6 separate regions of the Mus musculus genome follow, and regions 1, 2, 4, 5 and 6 are each linked to region 3. Evidence: chromatin contacts called from public ChIA-PET, HiChIP or PLAC-seq, Micro-C and promoter capture Hi-C data. All regions are on one chromosome and are shown on one strand. The core of a region is the stretch at or near the end of the contact, and the rest is flanking DNA. Distances in the headings are between cores, read along the strand shown.

Region 1 (3,159 bases), core at 284-2,783, 290 kb after region 3:
TTGCCCAGGGCTATGTGTTGAGAGCACTGGTGTCTAACAAGGGTTTGGTAGACATTTGGTAAGAAGCTCACATCTAGTGATGGAATTGGGGTGGGATGGGTGAGGTGTCCCCCACAATGGGGCTGAGGAGGGGCAGACAGAGCCTCAAGCTAGAAAGATAGGGCTAGTTAGTTTTGTTAACTCTCCCGAGAACCCTACATTGTCTGGCTGTGCCCTGCCCCTCTCCACTCAGGGGAGTCTGGGTCGGCTGCCTTCAAGATTCTTGGTAGGGTTAAAGGCTTTGGGTAAGTTCTGCTCTTGCCTTCAGACAGAGCAGAGAAGACATGCTGTCAGTCAGCAGGGAAGCTGGGAGCTGACCTTACTGAGGGATGAGAAAGCTCACAGTGCCCAGGATGCTCAGAGAGAAAACCTGGCTGTTCTTAGTCTCCTGCAATTCTAAAGAAGTATGTGGGCTCTCTGATCCCTCTTCTCTGCTGAGCCCACCTGCTCACTGTTCTCAGAGGATCAAGACAGACCACAGTTGAGCTCTCCGGGATCCGAGCTCTGGGTCTACTCTGCAGCAAGCACCACCTCTTGGCTGACCATGGCTTTCCCCAGCCTGTACCAAGGGCGACCCTGAGGACTAGAAGAAAATGTGGACCTTCAGACTCACCAGGTACCAGTACCCAGAGACTCCTTAGTAATGGAGCCTCTGGGAATGTCCAACCATGCAGTACTTAGGGAAATTTACTGGACTCTTTGGGTCTAGGTTGCCTGTCTATGAAGTGGAGGTTAGGAGTTAGAGAGCTGCTTCTTGGAGAAAACAGATTCCCAACATCTGTGTCAGGTTCTCACACCTGTCTATCACTTTAGTTCTTGGGAATCTGATGCCCGCTCTTGGCCTCTGCAGATAGCAAATGGAAGGAGTCAGGTGGAACTTAGTCATCTCTGCCAAGTGTGTAATAGGCTGCTAAGAAACTTGAAGGAATGGTTGATACCAAGTAACACACAGGATGAACCAAACAGGACTTGTTTTCTTCTTCTCCTGTCTAGTCTGTAACCCTTGCGTCTTTATTCTTCCTCCACGGTGAACTCAATCAACTTTGTGAAAGAAGTGGGGTGATGTGATTGAGGGGAGTATTTTATCCGTCAGGATGGGACAAGGAAGCCTCCAGGTGCGGGACACCCTGTGTGGCCTTGGAGGACGGACTTGATAGTGAGGGATGGGGGTGGGGGTTGGGGAAGGTCCAGAGGCTAGAATGATACAATTTGTGACACTGTAGCAAGAGTTCAGGAACAATAAGGTTTTCTCCAGAGGGAAGGAGGAGAGGAGCAGGTGTGCAGCCTATAGGAGGACCTGCCTATGGAAGGGCGTGGCAATGGCAGTTCTAAGCGCAGCTGTTCCTCAGAACTCAGAGCCTACCATCAGGGCTTGCAAATGAATGGATAATGAAAGGAATGACTGGGTAGGCGCCATTGACTAGCACTGTAGGGGGCTAAGGCGTGGTTTATGGGAAGAGAAAGAGAAACCACCTTCATTGAGCAACTCCTCTGTTAGGCGCTTGACCCTCTTAATGCCTCAAGCAGGCGCTGGCTCTGCACACATCTAGCTTCCTCACTGCCTCCCGAGACAGGGCCTTGGGTCCTTGCAACACCCTGCAGTGACTTTGTCCTTCAGTGAGTTTATTGAAATCTCATCTTGATTCTGTTTCTCTTCCTAGCCTGGACACTTCCCATGCTCCCACTCTTACTGCACTCTTCTTACCCAGTGTTCTACAGGTTTTGTTTGTTTTGTTGTTGTTAAGTAGCCTACAAGATTTTGCTTTTCTCTCTTCCCCAACCCATGGATCAACGCAATTCCCTTCTTAAATATCTACAGGCTCACTTCGCTAGCTCACATCAAAGAGGTCACAATAGCCTTCTCTCCACAACCCAGATCTGCTAACCACGTCCTCCTTTCTGAAACCCAGCTATATGAAGTCCACTTGTCCCTAGTCCTTGTGTCTGTCCCTCCCTAAATTCTACACACAAGGCCCACATTTGCGGTTCTACTGAGGCCACACCTTCCAACCTCTGCCATTCTCATCCCCTACTGACTGGAACACTCCCCAAGGAAGAAGCGATTTGCATATGACTTTTGCATGCTCCGCCCCCCCCCCCCCCCACCAGGGTATAACTGATCACTCACAATTCCTGAGTTGCAGAGTTGGGCCTTACTTAGGCTACCTGATGGAAAGGCAGTTATGTTAGAAAGAAGGGCCTCAGAGCTCTGGAGTGAGTAACATTCTGTCAAGCTCCGTGGATCTTGGTAAGATCTCTGTTACCTTTAACGTGGCCTTTTAAAAAGGAAGGTAAATGGTCTACCTAAGAGGATGAGAGATGATTTCTGTAAAATGCTCACGAACCGGTCTCAGCATCATCTACACAGAGGGTGGGGTGTCTCCCAGCACTTCCAACCCACACCACTTACCTGACTGGGCTTCCCTGGGGGTGTGTGAGTTCTGTCCCACTCCACACCTGAAGCTTCAGGGGCTTCTCCTCCTGCCATCTACCTTCTCGGCTTTGGCTCCTGGACAGCAGAGAGTTGTTCAACCTCAGGGAAGTTTTGTGAGAGTTGTGGCTTGCAAGCTTGCAGTGGAAGAGCTGTTGGTACGCCATGCGGAAGTCTCTGTTGAGGGTGGCGTACAGGATGGGGTTCAGGGCTGAATTGGCATAACCCAACCATAGGACGATACCCTCGACCACCTCGTTCACAGCGTCATCCCCTCTCAGTCCACGGTAAACGAAGGCAGTGAAGTAAGGAAACCAGCAGACGATGAATGCTCCCATGACGGCAGCCAGGGTCACGGTGGCTTTGTGTTCTCTGATGGTGGCTGCCTTCCAGGAGCTGATGTGGTTGATCCTCTTGGCTTGCTCCCTGGCGATCTTAAAGATTCTGTAGTAGGTGACACACATGATGAGAAGAGGCAGGTAGAAGGTGACCATCCCATCCACCAGTCCATATACCTCGTTGACCTGCACTTTGCACTTGAAGGTGTCATTGCCCCCTCTGGTCCCATTTCTGCTGTTCCATCCTAGGTGAATAGAGAGGAAGGAGAGGGTGATGGAAATGACCCAAATAAAGACCAAAGAGATGGCAACGCGAACAGGGGTGACCAACACGGGGTACCGCAGTGGGTC
Region 2 (3,522 bases), core at 942-3,441, 390 kb after region 3:
AGGGAACGTCAATGTACCAGAATAAGCCCCTCACAGGGAGAAAAGAAACCTTACACTGAAGTCCACCAAAGACCAAAGAACTCATTTCTAAAGTCATTCACAGGCATAATAGAGCCCACTGTGGGGCTCCAGACAGCACCTGATACTTCAAGCAGCCGACCCTGTATCTGAAACCCTCTCTGAAGTGCATTTTCAAAGCTCGATGATGAGCCGTGGCTTTAGGGACATCTGCTGCCTGCCTTGGGCAGCTTCAGGATATCTTTTTTTTTTTTGGTTTTTTGAGACAGGGTTTCTCTGTATAGCCCTGGCTGTCCTGGAAACTCACTCTGTAGACCAGGCTGGCCTTGAACTCAGAAATTCACCTGCCTCTGCCTCCCAAGTGATGGGATTAAAGGCATGCGCCACCACGCCCAGCTTTCAGGATATCTTGATGTTTAACATGGGAACAGAGACTGGCCCTGTCCATCTGGACACTGGCAGAAGGTAGGCTGAGGGCTGGGCCTGGGAGGAGGTGACTGTGGCAGGCACCAGTGTGGTGGGCAGGGTACTCTGCTCAGAGCTCTCTCTGTGTCATGGTGGCTGGTGGGTCTTTTACTTGTTGTGATTCCCCCACCTGCGAGGTGGCCATTTCTAAAGTCATTCACAGGGCTCATGAGGGATGAAATGAAGTGTTCTCTAGGGAGGAATAAGCTGAATTTCTGCACAATGGGGCTCATTGATGGGCGAGAACTACATGAGAGAGAACACATGTTAGTAAGCTCTGCACTGTGCTGGACAGAGTGCAACTGTGTGGGCCTTAATCTGCTTCCTAGCATTGCCAGAACCACGGAACGATTTCTGGTACGTTCCTGTTACTAGAAGTTCTCAGCCAGAGATGCATCTTAAAATAGGCTCCCAGTGCTTAAAAATTCCAGTCCCCAGCCTAAGCTCTCACTGAGAGAGGTTTGGAAGGGACCGGAGGACAAGACCCCTTTAATGGACACGACCCCTTTAATTCCCTCTCAAATGAACTTGGAATGAAACTTGGGATTAAAAATGCGTGCTGTCTACATACTCAAACAGCGAGTGCTCTAATGCTCAGTCAACTTTCAGTGATGTCCCATTGCTGTCAGTCTCTGTCCTTGTCCCTCCAGATCACACCTCCCCAACCTCTGGCTCTGTTCTCAGATGGATGGAATTGGACCTGCCTCCTCCAGATTTTGCTGGGAGACTCTAAGCACGTGGAGATTCCTTTGTTTCTCACGCTAAGTTCACAGCACACTGCCTTTTCCTCTGTAGCAACCCTACTTCACGTAGGGGCTTCATTTCCCTCTCCCTCCTCCTCTTCCTCCTCATCACCTCCTTCTCCTCCTCTTCTCCATCCTCCTCTCTGTCCTCCTCCTCCTCCACCTCTCCTTCCTCCTCCCCTTCTCCTCTTCATCCTTCTCCCCTTCTCTTCTCCATCTTTCTCCTCCTCCACTCTATCCTCCTCCCTCCACCTCTCTGTCCTCCTCTCTGCCCTCCTCCTCCTCCTTCTCCTTTCCCTCCTCCTCCATTACGACCACTACCAGCTCCCACCACCAGCACCACCACCACCTTCTTTGATGTCTCCTGGCCTGTTCCACTTTCTCTGTCCTCACCCCCACAGTCCCCTTAAAGCTTCTCACCCTTCCTCACCCCACATGGCTCCTCTCTGAAAGTGGATTCCCAGCCCTTCCTTCCTCATCTGAAATTGTTATTCAGAGTCCGTACCACGGGGTTGGGCCCGTTCTTATTTCAATAGAACCGGTATTTTCCTCTCTATTTTTAGTTTTAAAAGGCTGTTCTCTCATATTACCATCTTTGTCAGAGCCACTGCTTCTGTAGTCAGCATTTTCATTATCAGAGTAGCGCACAGTCTACTAGAAAAAGGGATGAGAACAGAGCCTGGCTGGTGACTGCTGTCAGCCCTGTTGGATCTACGCTCCTGGCCCTGAAGGCAGCAGGATGGCTTTCCGGGACCACCCAAACGAAGCTCCTGGAAGCAGCGTGGGAGCTTTTCCATTTAGATGTTATTATAGAGGAAAAGGCCAAGGGATTGGGGGACACAAACAGGCCACTGGCCCAGGGTTCCCTGGGAATATTAATGTTCAGACTGCTCAGTGGAACAGATTGGCCCATATTAAAGATGAGGAGATAGGCTCTGAGAAGAGGCTCACCGAAGCAGTGGCAGCGCCAGGCTGTGAAGGAAGCCCAGGGTTGAGGCTGAAGCCGTGCCGTCTCAGGTGCTCAGAGCTCCCAGGACCGGGATTCGTGGGCTTTTTCCTAAGCTGCTGCATGCTGCTCTGATCTCTAGGTCTTGGCATAGTTTCCCTTCCTGGTGATCTCCGCGCCCATTGGGGATGGCTCAAAAGGCTTGCTGGGGGCACTCCCACTCTGTCCCCTTTCACAAAAAGTTCAATGCTCATTCTCTGAGCTCCTGGAATACCATCAGCTCTGGTGGCACAGAGGTCAAGGGCAGAGCCCTGCCCACCTTAGTCTGGGGTGTGACCATGCCTTTCTCTTACTTTCGCTGAAGACCCCCTTTTACAATGTACCCCAAAGAAATGCACATGGGGAGGATTCCATCCTGCCCACGGACTCCAACAACAGCAATAGCTACTGCTGGGGGAATTGTGTCTTTCTTCCAAGCCTTTAGGACCACCTGCTTAAGCTTGGGACTAGCCTGCAGCCTCTTGCCACCAGCAGGCAGCTCCTGGAAGCATCTAGCATCAGCCTTGAGATCTTGCAGGCAATGCTGCTCTCTGGTGTCACTTCACAGTACTGCCGTTCCTCTCTGGTCCGGAGCTGGGATTGCAAACCCTGGCGCAGGCCTGACAAGGAGATGTGAGATAGGAGTCTCTCATTGGCCTGAGGCTAGGCCAGGCTGCCTGCCAGTGAGCCCCAAGAGATCTGCTGGTCTGTGTCTCTCCAGTTCTGGGTTACAAGTGATCACCGGTTGTTGCACCCAGCTTTTTTATGCAGACACTGGGGATTGAACTTAGGTCTTCATTACTTTAGGACACTTTATCTCTTCAACCTCAGATTTACAGAGGTCTCTGCTTCCTGAGTGCTAAGAACAAAAGTAAGTACTATTGTGCTCTACTGTAGAATTATTTTTCAATAGCAATGAACATGTCCTGAGTTCGAGAAACAGAAAAGAGGGGAAAAAGTAAACCTCAGGCCAGCGTCGGTCTTAGTGCCCAGTGGCAGCCTTTCTTCTCTGCTTAGTGCACACTGTGACAGTCAACTGAAATGTACCAATATGTCTATTTTGCAAGACTTTAAAAAATACTAAAGGACTTGCGTTCTAATGTCTTTGATTACTCCTATAACAGTGCATGCCTATTATCTTTTGCTAGGAAATATCTCGCCATCCTCTGGGAACGTCCTCCAACCTCTCTGCCACCCCAGTCCCTTACCTGCTTCCCCAACATACTCAGTTCACACGGCTCGCATGGGAGAAGCCAGAGAGCATATTTCCATGGGATTGATTTGTAGAACTAAAGTGGTTAACAAGGAGGC
Region 3 (3,292 bases), core at 290-2,789:
AGCTAGATAATACAAAAATGCAAAAATTATGTTCCTCTCTTAAAGAGAGAGAACACATATTGTCCCAGCTAGTTTTACATCAACTTGTAACAAGCTACAGTGATCTGAGGGAAAGGGACCTCAATCGAAAATGTATAGCCTAAGATCCAGCTGTAAACAAGTCTGTAGGGCATTTCCTCAACTAGTGATTGCAGTGGGAAGACCCAGCCTATTGTGGGTGGAGCCACCCCGGGCTAGTGGTCCTGGTTTCTGTGAGAAAGCAGGTTAAGCAAGCCAGAGGTGGCAAGCCGGTAAAGAAAGCATCGCTTCACCATACGGCCTCTGCACAACCTCTACTTCCAAATTCCTGCCCTGCTTGAATTCTTGTCCTGACTTCTTTAGTATGAACAGCGAAGTGTAAACTAAACCAATTTCTCTCCAAGTTGCTTTGGGTCATGGTGTTTCATCACAGCAACAGTAATCCTAAGACACCTACCTTTGGGTGTAGGAAGACTTCCCAAAGGCAACTTAGAATGAATGAGCACTCAAAATGTGATTTACACGCTTATAGAGTAGCTGACATTGATTTAGGACACATATTAGGAAGAACAGAGAAGGATCCCTTGATTTTTGAAGCCACAGCATGTAGATCATGGTAGGGGTCAGGTCACTAAATTTCTGTGGAGAGTTCTAGAAAGCCAGAGACCACAGATATTTTTATTCCATCACTTCAGGAGCAGGGACAAAGATAAAGAACCGAAGGAAAAACAAAGGTGGGAGTGCCCCGCCCCCTGGCTTTGTATGTGATTCGCATCTGCAAAGCAAAATTAACTGTCCTTCTCCACAACTCAAAAATCGGGGCCCTAGCTCAAGAACTAGGCCCTGCAGCGCAGCCGCCACCATGCCAAGGGCGGCGCTTCCCTCGCTCGCAGCCGGGGCTCCTGTTACCTCCTTGCACACATCTGTGCCCATCATAAGCCAAACAATTACGCGCTCCCGCGCGCCCGCCTCGAGGTCCGGGTGGCGGCTGCGGCCTGGCCAGGACCCCCCACTCCTCCCGCTGCCAAAGCTCTGGAGCCAGCTCGGGCCGGAGGCCACCGCCGGCCACCGCTTGGCAGCTCGCACTGGTGCTCAGTGTGTCGCCCATGTGCTCGGCCGGCTCCGCAGCACAACCCTGTAGGGCTCAGCGCTGGCCAGCCCGAGGCCTGCCTTGCCAGCGGCGCCACCGAGCTCCTCGAGGCCCGAGGCCGCCAAAGGCGGGAAGACACGGCGGCGGGGAGCCAGGGTCGCAACGCTGAGGCCCCGAGGGGGCGACGCTCGGCTCCCGTCGGGCGTGGCGAGCGGCAGTGGATTCACTCACCACGGTTCGGCGGGGCAGCGCGCCGGGGGTCCGAGACAGGGCCCGGCGCAGCCTCCGCGCCCTGCCCGAGCGGGTCCCGGCCGAGCTCTCGGAGCCACTGTCGTCGGAGATCACGATAAAGTCCTCCATGGCTACGGGCCCGGCGGAGCCACGCGCGAGCGGCGAGCGGCCCCGGCGACTCCGACTCCGGTTCCAGCTGCTGAAGCGACTGCAGCGAAGGCGTCGCAGACACCGGGGTTAGTACCCCGCCGGCCCCGCCCCCTCCATTGCCCCGCCCCCACCGCGCCCCGCCTCCAGAGGACCGGTCCCGCTCGGAGCCCCGCCTATCTCGGGGGCAGCCGCGCGCCCGGGTCAGGGCAGTGTCACAGAACCCTGGAGGAGCCAGGCTCCCTTTCCCTCAGAGAAGGAGAGAGAGGGAAGAGAGGGAAAGGGAGGGATAGAACCGAGGGGCTGGGCCGCATGGTCGGCGGGCTTGAAAAACGCTGAGGTTGAGAGGTTGTCCGCCGCCGCTCTCAACCGATCACAGTGGGCAGTGCTGGTGACGAGCCCCTGGCTGCAGGTGTGAGGACTGGAGTGAGCTGATGGAGCCTCTGATAGCGCATTTAATTGACCCGGTAGTGGAGCCTGCACCTGGCAGAAGGAGCAGTGACGCCTTCGGGTTAAAGAAGCCCTGAGGGGCTGAAAAGGGTAACCTGAACCTAGGGTTTTATTGACTGGGGCTTCTGGCTGAGATAAGGGAGAGATACCCACTCTTGTGTGTGCAGGTAAATCCGTGGGATAAATTCCCAGAAGCAGGTTTATTGGATCAAATCTATGTTTTTATTGTTATTTTGACAAATGGTACCAAATTGTCTTAAGTTGTGCCGATTTGCGGTTTCACCAACAATACGTGTCGCAGGAATTTAAACTGTCAGATGTAAGAGTTTGTTGAGTTTCTAGTTGACAGAAACCACTGAAAAGGCACATACAGAGAGCTATGAGGTCCCAGAGTGCCCGTATACTCCAATGCTGTGAGCAAGCAGAAAATATAGGGATAAAATTGTATCCCCATCAGAGGGAAATATGGGTAAGTAGTGAATTCTTTGGTTGTTTTGTTGAAGGGTAGGGACATTAAATCAAAATAGGGCCCATGGCTATTTTAAAAATGTGCAATACTGACAAAACCCTGCTGCTTATGCTCAAGTAACTTCAAAAAATAGAATAATAAAATGTCTTTAACAAAAAGGGGGGAGTTCCTAGAGGCAAAGCTGTTGTGTGCTGTCTAAGCAGCGTGTGATGCAGTGTTTTCTAATCTTTAGTGAACTTCTGAATCAGCCAGAGAGTGTATAATAAAGTTTGCAGGACTACACACCAGTGTTTCTGACTGAGAAACTGAGTTTTGGGAGTGAGCCCCAAATTGGTATTTCTCTCAGGTTTCTAGGTGATATTGACATTGCTTAGAGTCTGGTGAACACACTTGAAGGTTCACTGCTCTGAGTCAGGCATCACGGTGCTTGCCTTGAATCCTAGCTCTTGAAAGGCCAAGGTCAGCCAGGGTGAGAGAAAGGGAGAGGAAGGAGGAGGAAAAGGAGGAGGGGAGAGGGAAAGGGGAGGGAAGGGAAGGAGAGAGATCACTGGCCTGTTGGGCAAATAGCTTGACCACAGGTTTCAGATGTTTTGGTCCAGTGGGTGAATTGTTATAAAGGGATACAGTAAAGTAAGTTTCCTGTAGTGCTATCAAGCATCCATCTCAACACACACACACACAACACACACACACACACACACACACACACACACACACGGAATCTAATCTAGGACTCCATACAGGCTAAGCTATACCCCTGTCTCTTTGACTGTGGTTTTTCTAATCAGTTATCTCTAGCGTCTAACTGCCTCTTGTTCCTCCACTCAGCCCTTAAATCTTTATTTTTTTTTCTTAGTCCTTTGGTTTTTTTTTTAAGCTTTTATTAG
Region 4 (3,153 bases), core at 604-3,103, 290 kb before region 3:
GGGCTCTCCAAGCAAGGAACTGAGGCTAGACAATGAGAAAGATTAAGGTGCCATCGGGAGAACAGGCTGCCCAGACGACACCTAGGTGGTGTCCAGATGGCATACGTAGAGCTGGACAGAGAGGCACAGACCTATAATCCCACATTTGGGAGATGGGACATCAGGAACCCAAGGTCCCAGATTCCTTCCCATCTCCAGATGCTCTGTCACCTTTTCATACACCTACAGCCAACGAGAACTGATCCAACTCTGCTTTAAAACCCTGCCTGCCCCCATGCCACCCAAGCATAGGACCTTAATGTTCTGTCCATCTTTACTCCCCTGCCCAGGCGCCCCACCCTTGCCCAGGAACAAAGCTGGGACTTTCATCCCCCTACCCCCAGAGTTACTTAGCCTCTCTTCCTTCCCTCCACCCACTGATAATCATGTTTCTCGAGACAAATAATTTAAGCTCTTACCGTCTATTCATTCAGTCCCCTATCTGTAAACTACAGATAATAATAAGGCAGTCGGGAGAATGTGCCTCATCAGAATTCATGTGTTACTAAGCTGGGTGTGATGGCTCACACCTGTAATCCCAGCACCCAAGAAACTCAGACAGGAAAACTGCAGCAAATTGCAAGCCAGAATGGGCTAGAGTGAGACCCTGTCTCAACAACAAAAAACTCTCGTTTAATCTAACAACCCAGAAGGATAAACTCCAATACTGGCTCCTCCAAGGCTGGAAAGCTAAAGCCCAGAGAGCAAAGAGGCTCGCCCAAAAGCCTCTGGACAAGGCCTGCTACACTCAGGCCCTTTGACTTCCAGGCCAGCGCTCCCTGTAGCTGCCCACACCCTACAGAACAGAAGACTGCTGACATCCAAGGACACCCACCACAGGGCAAACCCGACGGCTCGTGGGTGGAGAACAGAGCCGCTGAATCCTGCTGAATGCAAGTGGGAAAGGCCTGGCATAAAGGACAGCAAGCACAGCCCGGCTTTGGCGATAGGATGGGGGAGGGAGAAGAGAAAGATGACTTGGCAGGACCAGGACACAGATGCCACACAGAAGGAAGCCTCTGTTTGTTTGGTCAGCTATGGAATGCTGAATTCTGTTCCCAAGGGACAGTTCCCTGTTCTCAACTGGAGCTCCTCTCCCTGCAGAGGCAGAGGCCTTGGCTTTCCTCTCTCCTAACCTCCTGGCTCACAAGCTTCTGAGCGTCTGTAGGGTAGACTCGGGGCTAGGACCCAGCCTCGCGAACCTCACCGCACCATGCTGGGAGCTGGAGTGGCCGGGAGGCGGGGCGGGGCTGGTCCGCAACTACCGCGCCCCTGCAGTCTTCCGGCAAACGCCGCCCCCTTTTTCGCCCAAACTTGGGGCTGCAAAGAGAGACTCCCAGCACCTCCTGCTGGGACTGGGTCCCGCCCCCCAGCTATCCCAGTAGCTCCCCAGAATAGTTGGGGACGGGGCATCGGGGTGGAGGGGGTGGGGGACAGTCCCTGGTCGCAAGCTCCTGAGACGGGATCTCCCTCACCAGCAACTGAGACTCCCTAACCCCTATCCTCAGCGCAGAGCGAGAAGCGGACTCGCGCTCACCCAGAAGACAATGTTGAAGCCAAACAGGAAGTATTTCCCGCAGCAGCCGACCTCAGGGTCCTGGAATTGCTGGTGCTTGCCGGGCATGGTGAGCGGCCACCTGCCGTCCCGGGAACCCGAGCCGGTGACCGGCCCAGCCCTCTGCGGGCCGCCCAGGCCTGGAGCAGCCCCGGGCCTAGCCCGGTGGCTGCGGCTTCATGGTCAAAGCCACACAGCTCACCGGCTGCCCCGCCCGCTGTGGCACCGCCCACGGCGCTCGGACAGCCACACCCGGAGTGCGGTGCCCTCATCCGACCCCGCCCTCCAACAGCGCTCCGGCCCCGCCCACAGTGTCAGTCCACACCCCGCCCCAGCAAGGCTCGGTCTTCTTGGAGCCCCGCCCACGACCCCGTCCCAGTCAAGTTCAGTCCTCACGGGCCCCGCCCATAACCACGACTCCGCCCCCAGCCGGGCTTAATCCTCTCAGGCTCCGCCCATGCCTAGCCGCTGTCCTCCCGCAGTCCCGCCTACGCCCCGCCCAAGGCTCTGCCCTAGCTAACTTCTGTTCTCGAGCTCCGCCTCTAAACCGGGTCCCGCCTCTGATGAGCCCCAAACCCCGCCTCCAACCGGCCTCAGTCCTCCTGGAGCTCCGCCCTACTCAGCCTCAGTTCTGAGCCACAGTCGGCCTTCTTGGAGCCACGCCCAAGACATCCGTCTTTTTTTTTTTTTTATGGTCCACAGGTCTCACTTCTCCCCAAGACCCTGCCTCTGGGCCAGGCTTTGGCTACACCCCAGTCACACTCAACCCCTTGCAACCCCCACCTCTGAAGAGTCCCCGTCTCCTCTCTAAGTCCGTCCTCCAGTTAGCTTCTCTCAAGTTCCCCAAGTCCTCCAGAGGCCCCAGATGAGCCAACTGGCAAAGCTGGTGAGCCAAGTGTGAATAATTACAGTGGATCTCCAGTCTAAGATTCAAGAACCAGAGGAGTCCACTCCCCAGGGATAAGTGGTTGGGAATAGTGGGACCAATGAACAGTGCCATGCATTCACACACAGTGTAGTTGAATACAAACAGGCTGGCGTGCCATGCCACGCCTGTTCTGTTTTGCCTATTCCTATGGTCGCCCTGTCCCATACCTACTTGACTGCCTTGATACCTGGGATTCACCAGAGTCCTTCTGATGCAAAACAGGACAGAGCAGATGCAGGTTTAGGTACGTCTGATCTTAAATATTTAGATTCCAAGTTTGTTCCAGAAGTGTTTATTTAGATACAGAAAGGGCCTTAAGCATCATCAGCATCAAGTGAATCCCTCCTAACAAGACCACGGTGAAGCCTAACTACCACTGTAATCTCTTCACTCATGAAGGTTTATCCATCCATCATTTCAGCAGGAGGAGACACACAGAATCCATAGGACTGTCTTCAGATGGGAAGGCTGTGCAGGGCATTCCCAGTTCCCAGTCCTACCTGTCTTTACACAAATTCCTCTCTAACCTAGTCCATACTTGAAGGGGGGGGGGAGGAGAGAGGGAGGGAGGGAGAGAGGGAGGGAGGGAGAGAGGGAGGGAGGGAGAGAGGGAGGGAGGGAGGGAGGGAGG
Region 5 (3,506 bases), core at 69-2,568, 310 kb after region 3:
TCCACAGCAGGGACTACGGGAAATCACTGTGGAGAACCTCGGTTTCTCCGTCTGCAATAGGGGGTTAACAATACCGGTCCCCAGAAGTACTGTGATGACAACTTTAGTCTGAATTATTATACACCTAATGTGCCTGGTGCCAGGCCTGCCCACAAATGATATCTTTACTCTTTCCGGTTTTCCCCAAACCCAGCTCAGAGATCAGTCCCATAGTCCTGGATAACCTTTGGGGAAAGCAAACATGTTTATAGAAATTCATAACTCTCTCTTATAATTAAGAAAGCAGAAGCTTGGCCAAGACTTATCTGGGAGATGTCTCTTAAAAAAGCCACCTTGACATGTGTCTGAGGGGAGGGGTGGGGCTCCTAAGACTTGAACCTCTCCATTCTCTGGGCCCTGTTCTATGCCTCATGCTTAGCTACATATATGACCTCCAGACAAACAGTGCCAAGGCTCAGTAGACGCCAAAGTTAGTGTATGACAGTGACCAGTGGGAACACCTCTGCTCAAGGGTGCTTTACTGCCCTGTGAATGTCAGAGGGGGAAACTGAGGCTTTCAGGCTCAAGGTCACTGGGTTTCTCAAACCAGAGTCAAGGCCACTTCTGAACTTCCACTACCAGTGAACAGCTATCAGATGTCCCTGGTGTCTCGGACAGCTACCAGAACAGCTACCAGAGTCCCTCCCAGTCTAGCGCAGGGAACTCCTCGCTTCCCAGCAGCCCAGGAATGGGGCAGCAGCCCAGGAGGACTTAGGCAAGGCGACCTGTTCTTGAGAAACTAGACAGCCTCCTTCCTGTCAGCCCCTGACGCTTCACTGGTGCTGGGGAGTCAAAAGTCTCTCCAAGCTCCCACACATATATCAGGAGACTCACGCCACCGCCCAGAGGGCACAAAGCAAGCCTTTAAGCGCAAGAAGATTTTCAAATTCACCTTAGAGGGCACGGGGGTGTGAGGCTACCCTGGCATCCCTCACATCCGCGGGATGAGGCAGCAAGCCTAGCTCATAACACCCCTTTGGGGGTGGGTATGACCCTTGAGGGTGACAGGGAGGAAATCTAGGTAGAGGCATCAGCCCAAGGTCAGGTGCTTCCTGTGTGCAGCGCAGCCTGAGGTCGATCTGGGGACGGGGGTCGGCAGGAATCTGAAGCAGGCAGCCAAAGTGGCCACGCCACAGCCTGGTCTCCGCGCAACCCCACCCGCGTCCCCATCCCGAGGCGACGTCTGCCAGGAGGCGTCGGTCACCTTACCTTACCTGGTGCTGCTGCTGTGCGCCACCGGCTGTACCGGGTCGCTTAGGACTGCGCGCTTGCACTGGCTGGGGCAAGGATGGAGCTGGCGGCGTGCGCCTAGCACCCACTTCCTCGTCCCCGCCCCCAACTCGCTCCTCCTCGTTCTGAAAGCCGCTCCTTTCCTCAGCGTTTTCTCCCATATTCATCCTCCCCTCTTCCTTTCTCCCCCCTCTCCCTTTCCCCCCTCTTCCCCTTCTTCCTTCTGTCTCCCCCTTTCTTGCTCTCTCTTCCTCCCTCTCTTCCCCCTTCCCAACCCCCCTTTTCTTCTTTGGACGCTTTCACCCCTCCCTCTTCTTTCCTCCCTTTCACATGGTCATCTGTCACGTCCCCCCCCTCCCGCCACCACCCCCACCACCACCCCGCCACCCCCACCCCCACCCCGCCACCCCTCCTACATATTCTGGCTACTTATTCTGGGCAGCTCCCTGGCCTGAGACTCTGCCCACCTGTGTGCACATTGATGGTGTGAGGGGAGATGCTCAGTCTTGGCTCACTCTGGTTTGAGAACGCTAGGCCAGAAATCTGATGAGCCCTTCACCTGAGTTCCTCCAGGACCTGACCACTCCGAGAATGGCCAGTTGCGAGAGAAGAACCAGCTTTTCTGAGAAAATCCTGGAAGATCTTGGGAATCTGGAAAGCCAGATTTGGGTAGATCTCAGTCAGCCCAGGGGTTCTGGTGGAAAGAAATGGGAGGGGGTTGGGGCTTTGGAAGCAGGACAAATAAAAACTGTCCAGGTAGACTGTTCCACCTCCTAGATGCTGAGCCAGTGCAACCTGAGGCGGAGTGTCTGGCAGGAGGTAGTGTCTCAAATCAGTGCAGACCCAAGCCTCTTACTTTTCTTTGACAAACTCCCTCCACGTAGCAGATTCCCCTCAAGTACCCAGGGGCAGCTCATCTGGCCACCTGCCTCCCTAGCTAGGCTGCTACTCCAGTGCCTAGCACAGCACTGTGGTCATTCTGCCTGTCCCTATCTTCTCTCCTGAAGTTCTTGTGGCAAGCACTAGATAAGTGTCTCTATTTGTGAGCCAGTTTCCTCCTCTGTGACCCTAAGGGTCATGCTCACCTCACGGAGGCTTGGATAACAACAGATAAAGCCTTGGGCCAAGGCAGTGAAAGGGATACAGGGTGAGCTTTGTGCACACTCTGCTCACTAGGGATGCATTCGCCATGTTCCCTTGTGCCAAACCAGTCTGTTTCCAAGGTAGACTTTTGAGCTCTTCTCTTGCCATTCACAAAGCATCTTAGGTCATCTCTAAAACGTGCAAGTTGGTCACATGTCTCTGCTCCTGGGCGTCCAACCCTCCCACACTTTCTGCTTTAGTCACACACAGAACCAGGCTCCTCCTGTCCCCAGTAATCTGTAAAATGCCTCTCTACAACAAGTGTAGTCATTGTCCACTTAGTGCCTCTCATGGCAAGAGCATGATGGCCCCCAGCTTGCAGAGCTACTAATGTGTTGGTGGAAATGACTTTGGTGAGAACCTGCCCCATCTCTTTTTCATCTACCATGGGATGCCATTAGGGGAATGTTCTGGAAGAGGCTAGTCCATTACCTGAGTCCCCAGGGAACAAGCAATATTAGCGAGGGTTTAGCTTGCTGAAGGCCCTTACAATTTCTGAAGTCATCCACCTTCCTTTAAAAAAAAAAACTGAGTTTTTATTTTTGTGTATAGGAATGTCTTACTTGCATGTATAGTCTTCACATTGTGTGTGTGTCTGGTGTCCATGGAGACCAGAAGAGGGTAATTGGATAGCCTGGAACTGGAGTTACAGACGGTGGTAAGCCACTGTGTGGACAATAAGAGTCAAACCCAGGTCCTCAGGAAGAGCAGCTCTTAACTGTTGAGCCAGTTCTTTAGATCCAAGTCATCTGATCAGGTTAGACAGTCATGGTCTCTTCAGTACCGCACTGAGTCACACAGTCAGGCTGGTTCTAGCGATTGGTGGTTAGGATGAATGGATATTTCAAAAGAGAGGGGCCCGTGCCTTGGAAAGTGTCGCGGTTCCGGCAGTGTCCCGTCCGCAGGAGGTGTCAGAAAAGTTACCACAGGGATAACTGGCTTGTGGCAGCCAAGCATTCATAGTGACGTCACTTTCTGATCCTTTGATGTCGGCTCTTCCTATCATTGTGAAGCAGAATTCACCAAGCGTTGGATTGTTTACCCACTAATAGGGAACGTGAACTGGGTTTAGACTGTCGTGGGACAGATAAGGA
Region 6 (3,235 bases), core at 238-2,737, 450 kb after region 3:
CCAATTGCGTAGAGAGCGACTGCTTCAGGGATGAGAATCCCCTGAGGGTTTTACCCTGTGCTGACTCACGGCTCTAAAGCAGAGTTTCTCAATGTGTGAATTTTGACCCCTTATGTGTATGTGTGTGTGTGTGGGGGGGGGGGGGGTCACATAACAGACAGCCTGCATATCACATATTTATAGTATGATTTATAACACTAGCAAAATTACAGTTATAGAGTGCAACAAAATAATTTTTTGGTTGGGGGTTGCCACATATTGCAGCATTAGGAAAGTTGAGAGCCACCATTCTAAAGGCATGTGGTTCTTGGGGTATATGTCTGATCACCAGTCTGTGGAACTTGGTGTGTGGCAGCAAGACTGCCAGTGGGAGGACAAACCGGGAGCACAGGTGGAGGAGGACTGGTGTCAATCATTTGACTACATCCAAAACCAAGATATGATTTCTGCTGGCTAATTAGGAGAGCTATTTAGGTTGTATAGAGAAAATTCGGGCATTCAGTGTGGTGTGTGGTTCTCATGGAGACAAGACTACTACCTTTTTTTTTTTTTTTTTTTTTTTTTTTTTTAACTGGTCTCTGAAGAATTTCTGGCCACCAAGGACTGACTGAGTCCATATCTGGTCCCAACTCTTAAATAAGTATTTCATTTAATTTTTACATCAGTAAGCACAGGAGTCCAGGCAAAGTGATTTCCAAGTTCCATACTTAATCTCTTTTCACACAGATGGGAAGGCACTCTGGGGCTGCGTCTATGCACTAAACGTCTCTGAGGCCACACATTCCTGTCTCTGCTTTATCCCTGTGCTAATTGTTTAGATAGTGGGCTCCATCCTAGACACGGCTGTGCAAGCGACAGTCAGGCAGACAGGCCACCATCTTCATTAGCTACTGTGTTAACGTGGAGTAGAGCCCACAGTCTTTCTGAGCATCACTGTCCACACAGATGAAATGAAGCTGTGCAAGCCAATAAGGAAGGAGTTTTGCAAGATGTCGAACATCATGAGGTGTGTGTGTGTGTGTGTGTGTGTGTGTGTGTTTAGGGGACACAGAGGCTGCTGAGTTTATGCCAGGTCTCTGATCACTTGCACAATAAGTTGACATGTTGTTCTCACTGCTGCTCCAGCCTTGGCACACAGGGGACACAAAAGGAAAATCATGGCTTAGAGAATAAAATGCTAGCCAAAGGGACTTCTTATTCTTGTGAGTTTTTAGGGGCATTTCAAACGAGGGAGGCTAGAGCGCGGAAGACCTGCCTCTCACCGTCCAGATTCTGGCAGAAGGGGACAGGGAAAAGCATGGTCGAGGCCCTGCATCTTGGTTACACACACTGGCTGAGGCCCCTGTGATCTGAACCTGCTAGGGCGCAGGCGGGGTGTAGGAAACCAGAGGCCCCGGCAGAGGGCGCCGGGTACCTGCTGAGAGTGCGGCACCGTGTTTGGGGTGCTTGTGGGGCGCGGGTCACGGGCTGCACTCGTGAGTTGACCGCAGAAGCGCCTTGGCGGGCGGAGCGCGGAGAGCAGAGCGAGCGGCACAGGAGAGGGCGCAGGGTTGGCGGAGTCGGGGAGCGTGGTCTCCCAGATCGGTGAGCACTCTCGTCCTGGGGCTTCCCGTACCCCTGCTGCGGGGCACTCAGTGACAACTCAGCGACGTGGGCAGTGTCCAGGACTAGCAGGGCGTGGGTGTGGGTAGGGTCAGCTCTGACCCCGAGCTTTGGGTGGAACTTGGAGTTGACCCGGAGAGGCGCTGAACGAGAGTTTGGTTTACTTGATTTGAGCATCAGGATTTGTTCCTCAGGTTCTGTCTTGTGCCAGGGTCCCCCGGGGAGGGGTGGGGGGATCAGGTAGCCAGAGAGGGCACAGCGATTAGGTAGGCGTCCCACACCCCTGCTCCAGCTGTGCCTTCAGTGAACCACGTGTGGCTGTCGCCCGCCACTCTGCCTGTCAAGCTCAGCCCACCACCGGGGCCGGGAGGGGACGCGGAGGCGGGGTGGGCTGTGCCCCGCTGGAACCCAGCCGGCCGGTGCCCTCGCTCGCTCGAGCTGTTGTGCTTGCCTGGAGCTCCTGCCACTGCTGACAGGGAGCGAGCGGGTGGCTCCCCAAGGAGGCTCAGGGTCCTGCCCTAAGAACGAGGAGCCAAAGGGGTGCCCAGAGCTGGGCTTCCTCAGACAGGACAGAAGCTGTTCCAGTCCTGGAGGTTCCTCTCCCAAGGAAGCTCCGAGAACCCTCCTGGGGGCGGGGGCAGCAATCTGTAGGTGGGCAAGGTAGCAGGAGGGGCGCCGCTTCCCTGGCACCTGGCCTGGGATTCCTTTCCCAAATCCATCCCAGAGATTTTTCTGCATGAGGAGGGGGAACACTTGCTCTGCTGGAGGGACTCGTTGAGTCCAGGGGTTTTGGGAGAAGTGACTCTAAAGCAAGGTAGGTGGTCTTGATGGACTTGTCCAGGGGGTGATGGGCTGAGATTTTGTGTAGCCAAATAGGAGGTCTGCACAGAGTATTGGTGAACGACTTTGTGTTTCCCTTTGCTTTTTAGGGCATTTGGAGAGATGTGGCACCAGGGGCTTGAAGGAGAAATGCATGTATTTTAGGCTGTGTCTCAGAAGAAGAGGCAGCATCCCCGAAAAGTGACTGAGATTGACCAGGAAGAGGCCCCAGACTCTTAGAGTATGCTTAAAAGCCTATGCATTCCTTGGGGAATCTAGGGACCAGCGGATGCCAGGGAACAGCGACCTGGAGCACTGAACCCAGAAGACAGGTGGAAAGCAAGCGGCTCTTCTTCCTGGTATGGCTTGGATTGCTATGGAGATGCTCCTGATGGAACACCATTGTGCTTTTGTCCAGACAGCAACTGGGGCTGGAGAAGGGGCTGGGTGGTGAGTGATTGGGGGAAGTCTGGCTAAGCCTGGCCAAGAACGTGAGGGCTAAGCCACCGGAAGTGCTTTCCTTCTGGAAGATGGCTCCTAACACTTCTACCATGGATGAGACTGGCCTGCCAGTGGAGAGGGACTTCTCCTTTCGCATCCTCACAGCCTGTTTTCTGTCCCTGCTTATCCTGTCCACTCTCTTAGGGAATACCCTTGTCTGTGCCGCTGTCATCAGGTTTCGACACCTGCGGTCCAAGGTGACCAACTTCTTTGTCATCTCTTTAGCTGTGTCAGATCTCTTGGTGGCTGTCTTGGTCATGCCCTGGAAAGCTGTGGCTGAGATTGCTGGCTTTTGGCCCTTTGGGTCCTTTTG

Evidence for each region. Promoter capture Hi-C pulls out the DNA fragments that hold promoters and counts their contacts. Hi-C and Micro-C count contacts between places; a contact is called where the count stands out from the background. ChIA-PET counts read pairs in DNA pulled down with a chosen protein or histone mark. HiChIP or PLAC-seq counts read pairs in DNA pulled down with a chosen protein or histone mark.
Region 1: a Micro-C map of embryonic stem cells shows a contact between it and region 3, with 2.2 times the contacts expected there. The contact joins the enhancer-like site here to the promoter of Simc1 in region 3. A contact is called at or near these places in 2 of 39 promoter capture datasets (the C10 cell line and pre-B cells), 1 of 484 Hi-C or Micro-C datasets (embryonic stem cells), 6 of 115 datasets of contacts at active chromatin or transcription factors (effector CD8 T cells, embryonic forebrain, large pre-B cells and 3 more) and 1 of 9 other capture datasets (adipose tissue).
Region 2: a contact with region 3 is called in a promoter capture Hi-C map of the C10 cell line. The contact joins the enhancer-like site here to the promoter of Simc1 in region 3. A contact is called at or near these places in 4 of 39 promoter capture datasets (the C10 cell line, cranial neural crest, pre-B cells and 1 more), 5 of 115 datasets of contacts at active chromatin or transcription factors (embryonic basal ganglia, embryonic forebrain, embryonic hindbrain and 2 more) and 2 of 9 other capture datasets (embryonic stem cells and liver).
Region 4: a Micro-C map of embryonic stem cells shows a contact between it and region 3, with 3 times the contacts expected there. The contact joins the promoter of Tspan17 here to the promoter of Simc1 in region 3. A contact is called at or near these places in 1 of 39 promoter capture datasets (maxillary cranial neural crest), 1 of 484 Hi-C or Micro-C datasets (embryonic stem cells), 1 of 115 datasets of contacts at active chromatin or transcription factors (memory CD8 T cells) and 3 of 9 other capture datasets (adipose tissue, liver and pancreatic islet).
Region 5: an RNA polymerase II ChIA-PET map of effector CD8 T cells shows a contact between it and region 3, with 6 read pairs. The contact joins the promoter of Hrh2 here to the promoter of Simc1 in region 3. A contact is called at or near these places in 1 of 39 promoter capture datasets (the C10 cell line), 2 of 115 datasets of contacts at active chromatin or transcription factors (effector CD8 T cells and memory CD8 T cells) and 1 of 9 other capture datasets (liver).
Region 6: a contact with region 3 is called in an H3K27ac HiChIP or PLAC-seq map of large pre-B cells, with 5 times the contacts expected there. The contact joins the promoter of Drd1 here to the promoter of Simc1 in region 3. A contact is called at or near these places in 6 of 39 promoter capture datasets (the C10 cell line, the HPC-7 cell line, cranial neural crest and 3 more) and 1 of 115 datasets of contacts at active chromatin or transcription factors (large pre-B cells).

What each region holds. Positions count from the first base shown.
Region 1 is chr13:54,214,370-54,217,528 of GRCm38.p6, reverse strand. It overlaps Hrh2 (histamine receptor H2), which reads right to left. Exons shown (of 3, transcript NM_001010973.2): 2 at 2,450-3,159. Among named protein-coding and RNA genes, the nearest start is that of Gm16578, 7.1 kb to the left of the region's middle. Within about 2 kb of position 1,533, at least 31 of the 459 cell types and tissues checked have an H3K27ac peak or open chromatin away from gene starts, as enhancers often do. A contact at or near this core is called in embryonic stem cells, where this site is marked.
Region 2 is chr13:54,113,235-54,116,756 of GRCm38.p6, reverse strand. No RefSeq gene overlaps it. Among named protein-coding and RNA genes, the nearest start is that of Gm52069, 25 kb to the right of the region's middle. Within about 2 kb of position 2,191, at least 19 of the 459 cell types and tissues checked have an H3K27ac peak or open chromatin away from gene starts, as enhancers often do.
Region 3 is chr13:54,502,052-54,505,343 of GRCm38.p6, reverse strand. It overlaps Simc1 (SUMO-interacting motifs containing 1), which reads right to left and starts at 1,539. Exons shown (of 10, transcript NM_176987.4): 1 at 1,340-1,539. The coding sequence starts at 1,468. It overlaps LOC115486438 (a long non-coding RNA gene), which reads left to right and starts at 1,030. Exons shown (of 3, transcript NR_168901.1): 1 at 1,030-1,575.
Region 4 is chr13:54,788,105-54,791,257 of GRCm38.p6, reverse strand. Tspan17 (tetraspanin 17) reads right to left here and starts at 1,853. Exons shown (of 8, transcript NM_028841.3): 1 at 1,577-1,853. The coding sequence starts at 1,663. Eif4e1b (eukaryotic translation initiation factor 4E family member 1B) reads right to left here. Exons shown (of 7, transcript NM_001033269.3): 7 at 2,799-3,153.
Region 5 is chr13:54,189,941-54,193,446 of GRCm38.p6, reverse strand. It overlaps Hrh2 (histamine receptor H2), which reads right to left and starts at 1,318. Exons shown (of 3, transcript NM_001010973.2): 1 at 1,254-1,318.
Region 6 is chr13:54,053,910-54,057,144 of GRCm38.p6, reverse strand. It overlaps Drd1 (dopamine receptor D1), which reads left to right and starts at 1,487. Exons shown (of 2, transcript NM_010076.3): 1 at 1,487-1,584; 2 at 2,532-3,235. The coding sequence starts at 2,952.